2 separate regions of the Hordeum vulgare genome follow, and region 1 is linked to region 2. The links are chromatin contacts, called in public Hi-C maps. All regions are on one chromosome and are shown on one strand. The core of a region is the stretch at or near the end of the contact, and the rest is flanking DNA. Distances in the headings are between cores, read along the strand shown. Region 1 holds the start of LOC123407244 (hydroxymethylglutaryl-CoA synthase). Region 2 holds the start of LOC123413649.

The links. A called contact is a pair of places that touch in the nucleus more often than the background predicts.
Region 1: a Hi-C map of seedling shows a contact between it and region 2, with 2.3 times the contacts expected there. The contact joins the promoter of LOC123407244 here to the promoter of LOC123413649 in region 2. A contact is called at or near these places in 1 of 6 Hi-C or Micro-C datasets (seedling) and 1 of 1 datasets of contacts at active chromatin or transcription factors (embryo).

Annotation. Positions count from the first base shown.
Region 1 is chr7H:225,844,797-225,851,070 of MorexV3_pseudomolecules_assembly, reverse strand. It overlaps LOC123407244 (hydroxymethylglutaryl-CoA synthase), which reads right to left and starts at 4,313. Exons shown (of 11, transcript XM_045100335.1): 1 at 4,104-4,313; 2 at 3,460-3,566; 3 at 3,163-3,295; 4 at 2,875-3,018; 5 at 2,612-2,770; 6 at 2,406-2,479; 7 at 2,238-2,313; 8 at 2,060-2,115; 9 at 1,778-1,865; 10 at 1,547-1,687; 11 at 235-703. The coding sequence starts at 4,169. The coding sequence ends at 488.
Region 2 is chr7H:225,673,941-225,680,646 of MorexV3_pseudomolecules_assembly, reverse strand. LOC123413649 reads left to right here and starts at 3,209. Exons shown (of 3, transcript XR_006613788.1): 1 at 3,209-3,910; 2 at 4,109-6,003; 3 at 6,516-6,706.

The sequences.
Region 1 (6,274 bases), core at 3,064-5,563, 170 kb before region 2:
ATGGGAAAGGAAAATAAAAGATATGGAGGCCACATTACGTTACTTCTGCGCACAGCCGCCACAGCCTCCAAATCCATATAGAGCACGCTCCATATGCATTATGGCCACTGCTCATATTGTGACTCTGCTAGTATTGCTCTTACGCATAGAATACAAGTGCTCAGTTCAACACAGGATACAATTGTGCTCAATGCCTACTGCCACAATTCGCTGATAATATCACAGAACAGTAAGTGGTCACAAGCAACAAAATAATTAAATCAAAGGTAGCGAGCTAGAGGAAAACAAGAATGAGGTACTACACGAAGGTTTCAGTTCAGCTCAACAATGAAAAAATAAGCTGAAGAGTGTGGGGAAAACAACTTTAGAGAATAATGGGTTATTTGAAACTTAGCTAGACTGGGAATTCTAGAGATAAATACAACAAAGTGTAAGGATGATGGCTAATAAAATGCAATGCGGACTAATAGTATCTGATGATATGCCACTAGTGACCATTTGCAATGCCATTGCTGCACTTGATTTTGCCGTCAACAATGCCATCGGTTTTCTTTTCATAGAACCTCCTGTACATTGAATCAACTTTTGTAAGGTAGAACGTTCCTGGTGGCAACAAGCTTATGTCTTTGCTTGTTTCAAAATCTTTTGCTCCATATCGGTGCTCCATCAGCTTCAGTGTGTCGATGAACTTCTCAGGTGAAGTCTGAAAACATGTAAAGGAGCATATCAGCTTGCTCTGGCGAAATTAAAAGAGGGGAAAGCCTTCTAAAGGGCAAACGGTTGTTGCCATTCAGATCCTAGCAACTTATAATCTAATACAAACAGCAGTTGAATCTACTATGTACAGTGGTAAATCAATTAATGGTATGTAGTAGCTATCTTCAAGAAAGGCTGTTCTCTAATACAATTGTAGAACTAAATAAATACCAAATTTGCATAGAATAAGTTTAGCAAAGTCACTACACTCTGATTTCCTTGATGAATAAAGCTCATATTGTCATAGTGACCGGGGCAAGTTTTCTGAGTAATCACATACAGAATCCAGTTTCGTGTGCAAACTTGTCCATAGTATGAAATACAAATACACTACGATTCCTTCTCTTTGATAAGCTATAATTTGGTATAAAACCTCAAAGAGTTCATCTCCAAAATACTTGTAACAAATTTCAAAGCCATGTATGGCAAACCATTGGTATGACAAATTTGTACTTCTAATCTAATTTGATGCATGGCTGTAAAATTATGACAAGATCCGCTTTCTATCTGCAACAGACTGGCTGAGGGTTGTGAGAATGGAAGACCATACCACATGTCTTGACTCAAGCTTTGCCGCCACATCAAGAACAGAAGCAATATTTGTTAAACTAAAGGGATGCTGACCCTCATTTAGTTTGAATGAAAACATAGTGGATGTCAAGCCACTGCCGTAAGAAAACATGACAATTCTTTGGCCATTCTGCATAAGAATGGAAGTTAACTACAAGGAACGAACAGGAGATACAAAGGCATACAAATATACGATAGACGCATAAAACCAAAACCTCACCAGACTAGCATGCTTGTTGTAGATTACAGATGCCAATGCAGCATACAGAGATGCAGTATACATGTTACCAATTTGTTTTGGAAGCAACGTTGACGGTTGAACTTTGATGTCATACAAATGCTTTGCCAGTTGTTGAGAGCCCTGAAAGTTCAGTAGAAGACTTAGTGCTTACATACATCAGCGAAGAAATTAAGCATCGTAAGAACTATTATCCACCTAACGAGGAACAACCTTTTCCAAGTCACGACTTTGGTAGCTTTCTTCACTAGTCAGGTTTGCAAAAGGCTGAAGCTTTTCTTTAGCATCATTATCAACCGAACTGACATCAAAGAAAACAAAAACAAATAAGTGCCTTCATCTAGGGGCCAAGACTAAGAGTGTCGAATGGGTATCGTATAACCAGACAAAGGGTGGAGGTCTTTCAGAAGTTCAGAATATTATTTGGTCCACAGATTAAAAGCTTAGTTTGTAAGAAGCAAAAGGAGCATGTATTTAAAAAGAGGAAGCACAGACCTGCAATTGCGCATGAAATCGTTAAAGTAAAGTCGAGCAAAACTCTTCTGTACAAGCTGTGATAGTAAAAAAGTAAGGAGTTTATGTCTGTATTTCCAAGAGGTCAGAGAACAGAATTGGCAAAATTAACAGATTGCAAAATCGTATACATCTCCATGGCAGCGTGCAGCAGTCATACCTTATTATATGGAGAATGAAACACACAATAATCTGCGTCAGAAATCGAGAATTGTTCTCCCACTAGCTTCTCATACCTGATTTCATGATCATAGTGTGATGTTATTGCTTGAGAAGAACAAGATGCTAGTACTGCAGTTGAGTGGGTAAATTATGGCAGTGAACTCACTTGGCACAATACTGTCTATAGCACGAATCCAGAGCCATAAGGTAGCACGTTTGAGATAGTTTCCCATCAACAACCTATAATAATCACGGAACAGAAGTGTGCAGACGATATAATACTATGAAAGAGACCAAAATTATATCTAGTTGAGAAATTTTTTGTTTACATGCCTATAACAAACAAACAAAAATAAGTCATAGAATCCTAACCGGGTATTCACTTGCAAGATCAGGCTTATAGAAATCGTAAACATGAGCCATGTGAGAAGCTCTATATTTACTTTCAAAAGAAATAGGTGCATTTGGACCAATAAGCATAGCAATTGCAGCAGCTCCACCCGTAGGCCGAGCTGGTCCCTCTGCATAAACCTGAACATAATATGGGACATAAAATGAGTGCTGCACAGAGAAAAAAGGGAGAGAAACTGAATCGACTTGGTGCAGAAATTAGATGTTGATATCGGGTGACTAACCGCGCTATCTGTGCAGACCACAAGGCCGTAGCGTCCATCCCAGCATCGACTTTCGACCCAATTCACACAGTTCAACAGGGCAGCTGTCCCACCATAACATGCGTTACTCGAGTCAACTCCCTCAATGTCAGTATTACCACTTTCCTGTATTTGTGACAAATGTCAACAATTGCAACATTGAGTGAGACTGAAACTGAACTAACAAACAACTAAATGAAGTGGAAACTGCGAGTTCACCAAGATTCAGGTTAGAGGGAATATATGTTGGATCCTAATTCCATGATTTACCTCAAAAATTTGCATCAGCCACGTTTTGATGGATTTACTTTTGTCTATCACTGTCTCGCTACCGACCTCCAGGCGGCCAATTAGCTTTGGATCTATGTGGTACTTTTCCAGCAGGGATTTGACAACTGTCAAACTGAAATAACTTTCCAACTTGAGCATTCACGTACCGAATAGAGTATTGCACTAAATATATAAGTATTTGATATAATTGATTAGTAAATTCTACTCATCAAGAAGTTCAATCCCAGCAAAAGAAGGTAGGACAAGGGAGTAATTTTCCGGTGTGACAAAATATACCTCATCGAGATGACATCTTCTACCTCGCTGCAGAAGGCCATGCAGTCTTGCCCAAGACCAATTGTGTACTTCCCCTTGCTGGCCCCGTCATGAACCTCCAGCGCTTCCTGCAACCAGTACTTCAACGCATCAGCATTCAACTCTTACTCCAGCAGCATTGAACCGACACAGCAAATTATCCATGTATTAATTGGGCACAGCCGCTCCAAAGCCACATCAGATCACCATATGCTCGCTCTGTGGGAGACGAAATACAGCACCAGGCATATGCAGCATCTGACAGCCGGTATATCAGAGTGAAACTAATAATAATTCAAATATTCCTTGAGTAAACAAATCACTTCACCACCCGTGATCCACAAATCCGCACGGAGATGGCACCTCCGAACCAAGGTTTCATTTTCCGGAAACAATTTCATCGTGGCGATCTCAACTAGTAGTCTAGTACTCCGTAAACCCGAAATCCCGCACGCCTGGCTAAAACCCCCGCGGCAATTCCCCGCCCAAAATACCAAATCGTCCGTGATCTCGACGCGGAGATGCTCGGAGCCACAGATCAGCCACGTTCGCAGCACGCAGCGTGGCACGACGGCGACAAATCGAGCGGGGGCGGCGGGAACAGCAGCTCTGGTGGAGAAGTTCACCTGCTGGACGCAGGTGGGAGGGAAGTACATGTCCATGGCGAGGATCCCGACATCCTTGCAGTCCATCTCGCGATCCCTCCTCCCGCTCTGTGCTTCCGCGGGCGCTCCCAGTGGCTGGGCTGGCTCGCAGGAGGAGGAGGAGGAGGAGGAGGCGTGTGTGACGTGAGAGAGTTCGTGTGACTTTGGCAGCGCCGGGGACGCGGAGCACGTCGGGGATAATATACGAGATTCCCAGATTCGTTGTCTGCATCCCTGAACCGGTCCTGCCGATTTGTGGGCTGCTGCGACGGCCTGCTTGGGCCAGCTGGCCTGGACCATATAGGCACGACAGTATTTACCTCTCAAAAAACAAAAAGGCTCGGCAGTATTTTAAAGGGAAACGATTCGCTCGCGAGCGTCGTTGGATCCCATCATATCTGGCGGTCCTCGTTTCTTCCTCCGTCACGCACACGTCCTTCCCCTTCTTCCCCACTTTCTTTCCCCCTGCAACCGTTATCATGCCACATCGTTGGTGGTCGGCTTGCCACCCCTCTTCTCGTCTCCTTCAGCGAGTGTACACCTCCTCTCTCCTCTCTCCCTACCGAAGCTCGGGGACTGCTTGCTCAAACCGTTCACTCGTGAAGCTGTGACCCGCTGCGGCATATGCTGGAATCATACTACACGCGAACTAAGTGATACTTCTATGCTAAAGACATGGTCCCGTCGACCGACGATGTGCTGTAACCGGCGACCCATGATGCTACCACCGACATGCCGAATTGCTATAACCACGCATATGAAAAGCTGCAAGCGTGCCATGGCGGAATGCTGCAACCGTTGACATAAAATGCTACAACCGTTGATGAAAAAAGTTGCAACCAGACATATAAGAAGCTGCAAGCGGTCATTGTCATGACAGAATGTTGCAACCGTTGACATAAAATGCTACAACCGTTGATGAAAAAAGCTACAACGAAGGACCGACAAGGTTGCAGCAAAAATCACAACGTCACCGTTGCCACCAAAAACTTCGTCGTGGCCGTTGCAGCAAATCATGTCACCGGATGTAGCTTTTTTCATTGTCGGTTGTAGCAAAAATCGCAAAGCCATGTGCGATGTAGCAAAATGCAACACTAGTTGCAGCAAATAGCGATGCCGGTTGTAGCAAATTGTGATGCCGGTTGAAGCATGTAGCAAAAATCGATGTTAGTTCCAGCATCCTATATCGTGGGTGTGCCTCGCCGTCGCAGTTATGCAGCTCGTCCGTCGAAGCTAGGAAAAGAGGTGGCTGTGCGCGCGGGACCGGGTTAATGGCATCCTCGTCGGGGATGGGCACCGTTCGCCGGGGCCGATGGTCGTTGCCGCTCGCCGGGGCTGCGCACAATCATAGCTCGCCGTGGTCGCTCGTCTGCTGCAAGTTGCAAGGGTCGTAGACGCGCGATGCTGTGAGCGACGGCAGCGGCAAGCGCGGAGTCCACCATTGACGGAAGTTGGCTAGCTGCGGCCGCCTCATATCTCGTCGTTGACTTCTTCTATGCATGCGCGGTGTGGGGTTGTTTATTTTTTACCAAACGGGCAACGCAGATCCAATGGTTACAACAACTCCAATTAAATGATGCAGGATGGACCGGCCTAAGCTGGAGCGCCGGTGCGCCGGCGCCCAGTACTGCCCTTTTAAAACCTTTTCTGCAGCTTTTTATATAGGTCCTTGCTAACTTCCGAACAATCGGAATATTGCAATAGGTCCGAGCAAACGATGCATTCTTCACTAATCATGCTAACTAATTCTGCACTAGGCACTAAACATCTAGATTATTTTCTTTTATTTGCTAATTTTGTACTATTTTATTAGAAAAATACCGTGAAGCATACTTTAAAAGATGCATGCATGCATATAAAACAAAAATGATGATGTCAGCAAAGATTTTATTAAAAATTAAAATTTACAATGTTTTGTAGTTCAAGCCAGCGTTTTGATGAAAAACCGTTTTCACATAAAAGATTCGTCGCAACGAGGCACTACTAGAGAAAATCCTACTAATAGCGATGGATATATGAGTAGCAGTAGCGCTGGTCCAAGTGCTACTGCTATCGCGTTACAGCTAAAAACTAGTAGTAGCGCTGATACTAGCAGCGCTACTCGTAAGTTTAGTAGCAGCACTTGCTTATAGAAAGCGTCGCTGCTAATATTT
Region 2 (6,706 bases), core at 1,960-4,459:
AAGTTTATAAGGATGCTTGCAAACCGTTTCAGTTCCAGGCTGAAGTTCAATCACACGCTATACTGGCCGGCGAGGAGGCATTCCTGGAAATTTCGCTGGAAAGACATCTTGATACTCACAGAAAACAGGAACATGAGAAATGGCTGAGATTTCACCCTTCTCACTGAGAGAAAACAGACGGATTGTGTCATCGCGAGTGGCGAAAATGATCACGTCTTCACAAGGACGAGTCAATTTGACTTCTTTGGCTTCACAATCGACATAAGCCTTGTTCATCGCCAGAAAATCCATGCCAAGAAAAAGATCAATATCGTAATTGCCGAGAACAATTGGATAAGCCAGAAAAGAATAACTGCCGATCTTGATTGAAACATTTGAGGCTTTCGTGCTTGCATGCATTAATTTTCCCGGAGAGACAACCGATAATGGCCTAGGTAACTCCATCACATGAAAATTATGCTTGGATGCAAAAGTTATAGACATGAATGAATGTGATGCACTAGTATCAAATAAAACCTTTGCGGGAAAAGAATTAACCAAGAGTTTACCAATAATCACATCTAAGGAATCCTCCGCTTTAGCTGCATTTACCATGTTCACTCTTGCAGACTTGTGATTATGCTTCGCCATTGCATTGCTTGGGTGCCTAATTGGAGGAGGGTGTGGAAGACGTCGCTGGTTGGTACACTTATTGGAGTAGTGGCCCTTCTGACCACACTTGTGACAAGTAACCTCTGACAGTGGACGGAAGTGAGCTGGAGGAGCTCCTGACTTGGGGGGCTAAGACTTCTGTTGGAAACCTGGGTTGGGTGGGTGGGAACATCCACGACCACCGTTCTACTTGAACTGTTGATGAGGACGAGGCGGAGGAGGAACCCAAAACTTCTGCTACTTTCGAACAATCTGAGGTGAGGATGAAGAAAAATGAGAGTCTCTGAAGCACTCTCTTGAATTCTCGACCCCGAGCAGAGCTGACTCAGAGCTGAGAGCCAAGTTGTAGAACTAATCAAACTCAGGAGGGTTGTGTAGGGTAAGAGAAAGCTGCAAACTTCCATGAGACCACCTCTGAATTGATAGATCTTGCTCTTCTCTTCAGGAACATCCTCCTTAGCATAACGGGCCAAGTTTTGAAAGTCGATGTTATAATGATAAACAAATGAGCCTCCTTGTTGAGATTCTTGAACTTCTCACGCATACCCTCAACAAAGCTTGCCGGAATATGATGACTCCAAAATCAGGACAAAAGTAATCCCAACTAATCAAATGGCCACCTTTGGAATCCTTGAGCTTCCGCCACCATTCTGCTGGAATGTAGCTAATCTGACATAGTCCTCACGCCTCATATTGCTGCATTCGAAATGCTTTCTCATGTCGCATAGTCAATCTCCCACATCAAACGGCTGATCACAACAGGTGAAGGACTTGGGTCGATTTGCAAGGAATTGATTGAGATAAGCAAACAACTGCTAGTTGTTGAAATTCCCTTGCTCGCCTTGGTTCCTCTCTTGCATCATTTGAAGCAGCATCTGACTATTTGCATTGGTTGTAGCCATCAAAGCTTGCCACACCTCCGGAGGAGGAGGACGGGGTGGCGGAGGGTCTGATTGCTCCCCATCACGACTTGGATTCTGGCGAGTTGCTCGAGCCATCCTCGAGACGGGCATGAATATTAGATCATGGATGAAAAGATGAAGCTGGTAAGCTGAATCAAAGGCTTGAATATTGCAACTTAAAGTCTTAGAAATTTGCATTCAAACTAGAATTAGTAAGAATGCTTCCATGAAATTAGTGACGACAACATATGATTGAAAGCCGCTTGCAATTGTCCAGTTTGAGCTAGAATTGCTTGGAACAAATGTATGTCCCAACATACATCCGATGAAAGATTTTTCCAGGTGACTACTTCAATCCCCACGTGAGAATTTCAGATATCTTTATTTGTTATGCTATCATGTTGTGGGTCGGGGAACCTACTCAATGTAATCAGCTACACCTTTCCTGCAACTATCAACACATATCCGAGAAGTTCCGCAAAATCATCCACCCCAGACTTTCAAAACAAAGACGATACCAAACCAGGTAGATCATCCGATCTATCTCCACCAGTACTGGGGAAAAGTCACGGAATTATTTGCCACCATGCAAAGTATAGTTGCGTTTCAAGGTCTGCTTCTTGAGATACTAAGTAAGCTGAATGATAACGATGTGTCGAAAACCCCTTGGAGCTCAACTCCCCGGAAGAAATCAATTCAGACAGGAGGCATCAAATCAGAATTCCATCACACTCGAATCATATAGATTTCAAAATACCCGCATGATCCTAATTTTTTTGAGCTAGAAGAGGTGTAATATTAAAATTCCTAAGTCTTAAACTTCACAAGCACTACAAGAAATAAACTTGTTCATGACAAAAAATAACGACCACAGTTGAATTGGTCATAGATCTATGACTATAATTTACGAAAACGTCATGAGGTGTCTAAGAGGGTCCAAACCCTATAAAATTTTGACCATCCCTATCAAGAAGGTCATAATCCCATTACACAAAATGGTCACCGGCATGTGTAACTCTATTTATACCCGTATTGTAGGTCCTCGATGTCTGTTCCTAACTAGTGGTTGAATCTTGGAAAACTTTTTGTTCTCCGATTAAATAGATACTTTTGTACCTTGAAATGTTTTTTTGCAAAAAATCATGAGCAAACTATAAGGCAGTTGTATTTCAAATTTGACCCGCTTCGAGCTGAATGAGTGGAAATTTGTCTTTTTCACTAGAGGTCGACCGGAAGATTTTGGCACCCAACAATTTGTTCAATTGGACATTAATGTGACCTAGTATTTTAGAAAATTGATTTGGACCAAATTTGCAAAAAATATATGATAGGTCCTTCACAAAAAAACTCATTTTGAACACTCGAAAAAGGAAAAACGAAATTTTCATGCAAAGAAAATGAGAACTCCCTTTGAAAACATTGCTTGCCATTACAATATGAACCCCTCTGTAGAATAAAAAATATGTTTTTGAATTTTTCATGTGAAAAAATAGAAGAACAAAAAAAGAAAAACACAATTACATGTGCTCTTTTCTAATTGATGGAATTAGTTATCACACGGATCGGTGAGGTGGCGTCCATCCATTCATCCATCTCTTCATTTGACATCCATCCAACCATCTACAATATATACAGAAAAAATGAAAAAAAACCCACCCGCAACCAACTACCCAAACCCTACCTCCTCCCATTGCACTCTCCCCCGCACCCGCATCTTCTCTCTGCGCTCCCACGCCCTAGGGTTAGCCGCCGCCTCCGACGACCTTATTCCGACGAGCTTCGACAGCCATGGCCTGCGCGCAGCATCCTGCGAAGCTCACCTAGTACCGCTCCGTTGATCCCTCCATCCATATCCGCCCCTCCCTACCTCCAACGCTCGCGCTCAACCATCCCCCGCGGCTAGGGTTCGGGGCGCGACCTAGTCTCCACCACCGACATTTCATTGCGGAGCCTCACAGATCTTAGAGAGCCCAACACCCACCCTCCACCAACTCCTAGGTTTTCTCCATCGACGCTGCCGCCGCCACCCGCCTGATCTTCGGCCACCGGAGTCCCTCCTCTCCTCTGGCCGGTGGTTTGAGATCCGCCTCGCCCGTGAAGCACTCCGTCCAGATCTCCCCCTCCCACCTCCGAGTGCGTGGAAATCTTCCACCGATTTGCATCTCCCATCATGAACTAGATGTCGTCCGAGCTGCCTCTCCTGCAGCTTGGCGCGGCTTCTCCACGGATGCCACTAGTTACCCCTACTGCCACCGGACCTGCATGTTCAACAAAGACCAGCCGCTGCTTCTCCCTCCACCGTGCACATCTTCGCCATCATCGCCGCCGTCCTACTTTTATTCCCCTCCTGAATCGAGGTACCTCTGTCCTTCCCGCCTTCCACTTTTGCTTGCTACATTGGTCCAATTATAACTTGTTTTAGGTTCCCCTACATTCCTTGTTGTATAAATTTGATGTTCTATTTCGGATACAAGTGTTGCTTGTCCATACTTGTGAGTTGCGTTGCCTCCATGCATGTACGAGGTGTTCATAGCTTAATGAGTTTATGTTTTCAGGGAGCAAGAGAGATGAGGCGCTGATCCTGGAGGAGGTGTCTAAATACAACTCCAAGGATGGCTGCTGGCTCATCATTGTTGGCAAGGTATATCCACACATCTTCTCCCCCACTGGCCTTCCTGATTGTTTTCTTGCATTATTGTCATGCCAAGATTCATATTTTGTTCTGCATGATTGTTTTCTTACATTATTGTCATGCCATGATTCAGTTTTTCTTTCTTTCTCTCGGAGGGTCGCGATACTAGTAGCTTGCAGCACAACATGCCCTTGTCAATTTGCCAAAACATCTGGAAAAGAAATTGATACATGTTGGTTACGTGTTGGCCAGCTGGTAGCGATGAAAGTACATTAGCCGACATATTTGTCCAGTACAGTCAGACTATTTATTGAATTCTTGGTTATGGTGAAGAATTAGTTTGGCTTAGTACATGTTTAGTGATTCCTGGGGTTAAAATCCAGAGGCAATTCTCTGAATTGTGAAATGGTCTGAGAGATTACACTCTAATTTACTTCCAGATTTTCACCCTGTCGGAACCGATAAATTATGAGTACCCTACTTCTAGACTTTCACCCCGCTTTATACAAGGTCGGAACACTTCTAGCGAGTGTGTCTAATTTTCTGATGGTCATCAAAAACTAGGCTTTCACCCCATTAAGAATCACATTTGTTAATGTGGGTTCCAATTCTCTATCTGAAGTCTGGGCATAACTTCGGATCTTTTGTCAGTTTTTTTCATCTTCAATGCATTCAAAAATTCATTCCTTGCAATAACAGCTCTTTGAAAAAAAACTCATTTCATTTTCAACAAAGGCCTGAACAGGAATTAATACAGTCATCCATGCATTTTTAGAAAAGTACACATGCTTTTTAGCAAAGTATGCATGCCATTCCTTTTCTTCTTTTGAAGAACAAAATGGTACATGTTTTGATGCTGAGTCCACAAGTTATATTTTATATACTTATTAATGAGCCTTGACTTCTAAATAGATGTCATTTCATTTTGGTTAAAAGGAAACTCAAAAACTTAATTTTTCCTATACAAATAAATAATCTAAATCACTTTAGATATAGATGGACACATGTTTATTTAGAACAAAAGAGATATACGCGGACATAAAAAGGATAGAAAATCTTTGCCTATTATCGATAAACATTCTTAATTACATATGGCCAAATTATACACGTGCAATTTATCAATTGCGTGCATACACACTTAATATGTTATCCTGTGCAACATACCTGGCTACATTATACTTATGTTATTAATTTATTGCACTATTTGAGTGTACAACATCATGCCATATTTAAGTTAGCTTAATTTGGAAATCACATGGATGCCGGAGCGGGTCATGCCCCAAGAGGCCGAAATCACATGGATGTTTAACAACTCTTGTGTGTGCTATGGCTGTGCTCAGTTTGTTGTTGAGTATATGTTGGTCCTAATATCCCCATGGTTGCAATGCTTCTCCTAACCATGTCTACTGTTTAGTGCTCCTATTTATACATGACTTATAATGATGCTATGGTTGGGTTTGTGTAGGCTATTATTTACGATTTAGGCACTGTACTGTTCACAAACTTGCTACTTGTTATTGGCATGGTCTCTAGTGTTAGCAGGAAATGATTAACTATAATTTCTAGAATTGGCCATGAGCTAAAATTACTATCATTAATTTTACTTGTGCTCTGCAACTGCTTAATTGGAATGTTGTGTGTTTGCGCATTATGCATATTTACATGTTATTATATGTATGTTGCCTGATTGGTCGCTCATGGTCAAATTATTGTAAGCGCTGGGTGGTGGCGTCCTTCCATCATCACCTGCCCCTTGGCAACTCATTTTATTTATGTACCAAGTACACCAACTTCAACTACTCCAGCCTCCATGTGCAGGTATTTACGCCACTCACCACAAACCCTAGGTCTAGCTTGGTTTGTATAATATGTTGTGACTTTGCACTATGCTCTCATTTATTTATGTCGAAGAGAGATTTCAAATGTGTCGTTATGCTGGAGTCTGTGTCTAGTGGGGCCAGCAACAGTGGGGAGCTGCAAATTATCTTTCCTTATCCGAATTGTGAACATATGATGATTTTATTACTGCAAATAAATGGAAGGCAATGCTTTTAGCTGTTGCTTGCTATTCCTTAGCTTGTACGCCTGTCTTAGTTACCGTCATTTTTTCAGAACACAACATTGGTTAAACTAACTGCACATGGCTTCATTTTCCTGAGAATATTCTTACAGAGTATAGCGATATTTATTGCATCGGTATGTGAATCAAACCGTATTGAATAGTATTTAACCACATGAAATGACATTTCTTTATTTGATAATAGGCATGTAAACCACAACCTTCTGGTCTGTATGTTCTTCTCATTTGTGATCCTTTTAACGCGAGGAAGTTCCTCAATCCAGAATTGGCTACTCAGAAGAAGTGGAAAGTGGAAGACAGACGATGCTATGGTTTCTCAATTTGCTGTTACATGTGAACAATTTAATTTTATGTTCTTTAATGTGTTCCATTGAAGCCACAGTGGTTGTATTGGTCATATAGTACCAACACTTGTTGGATTTGTAGTGGAGTTGAAGGTTG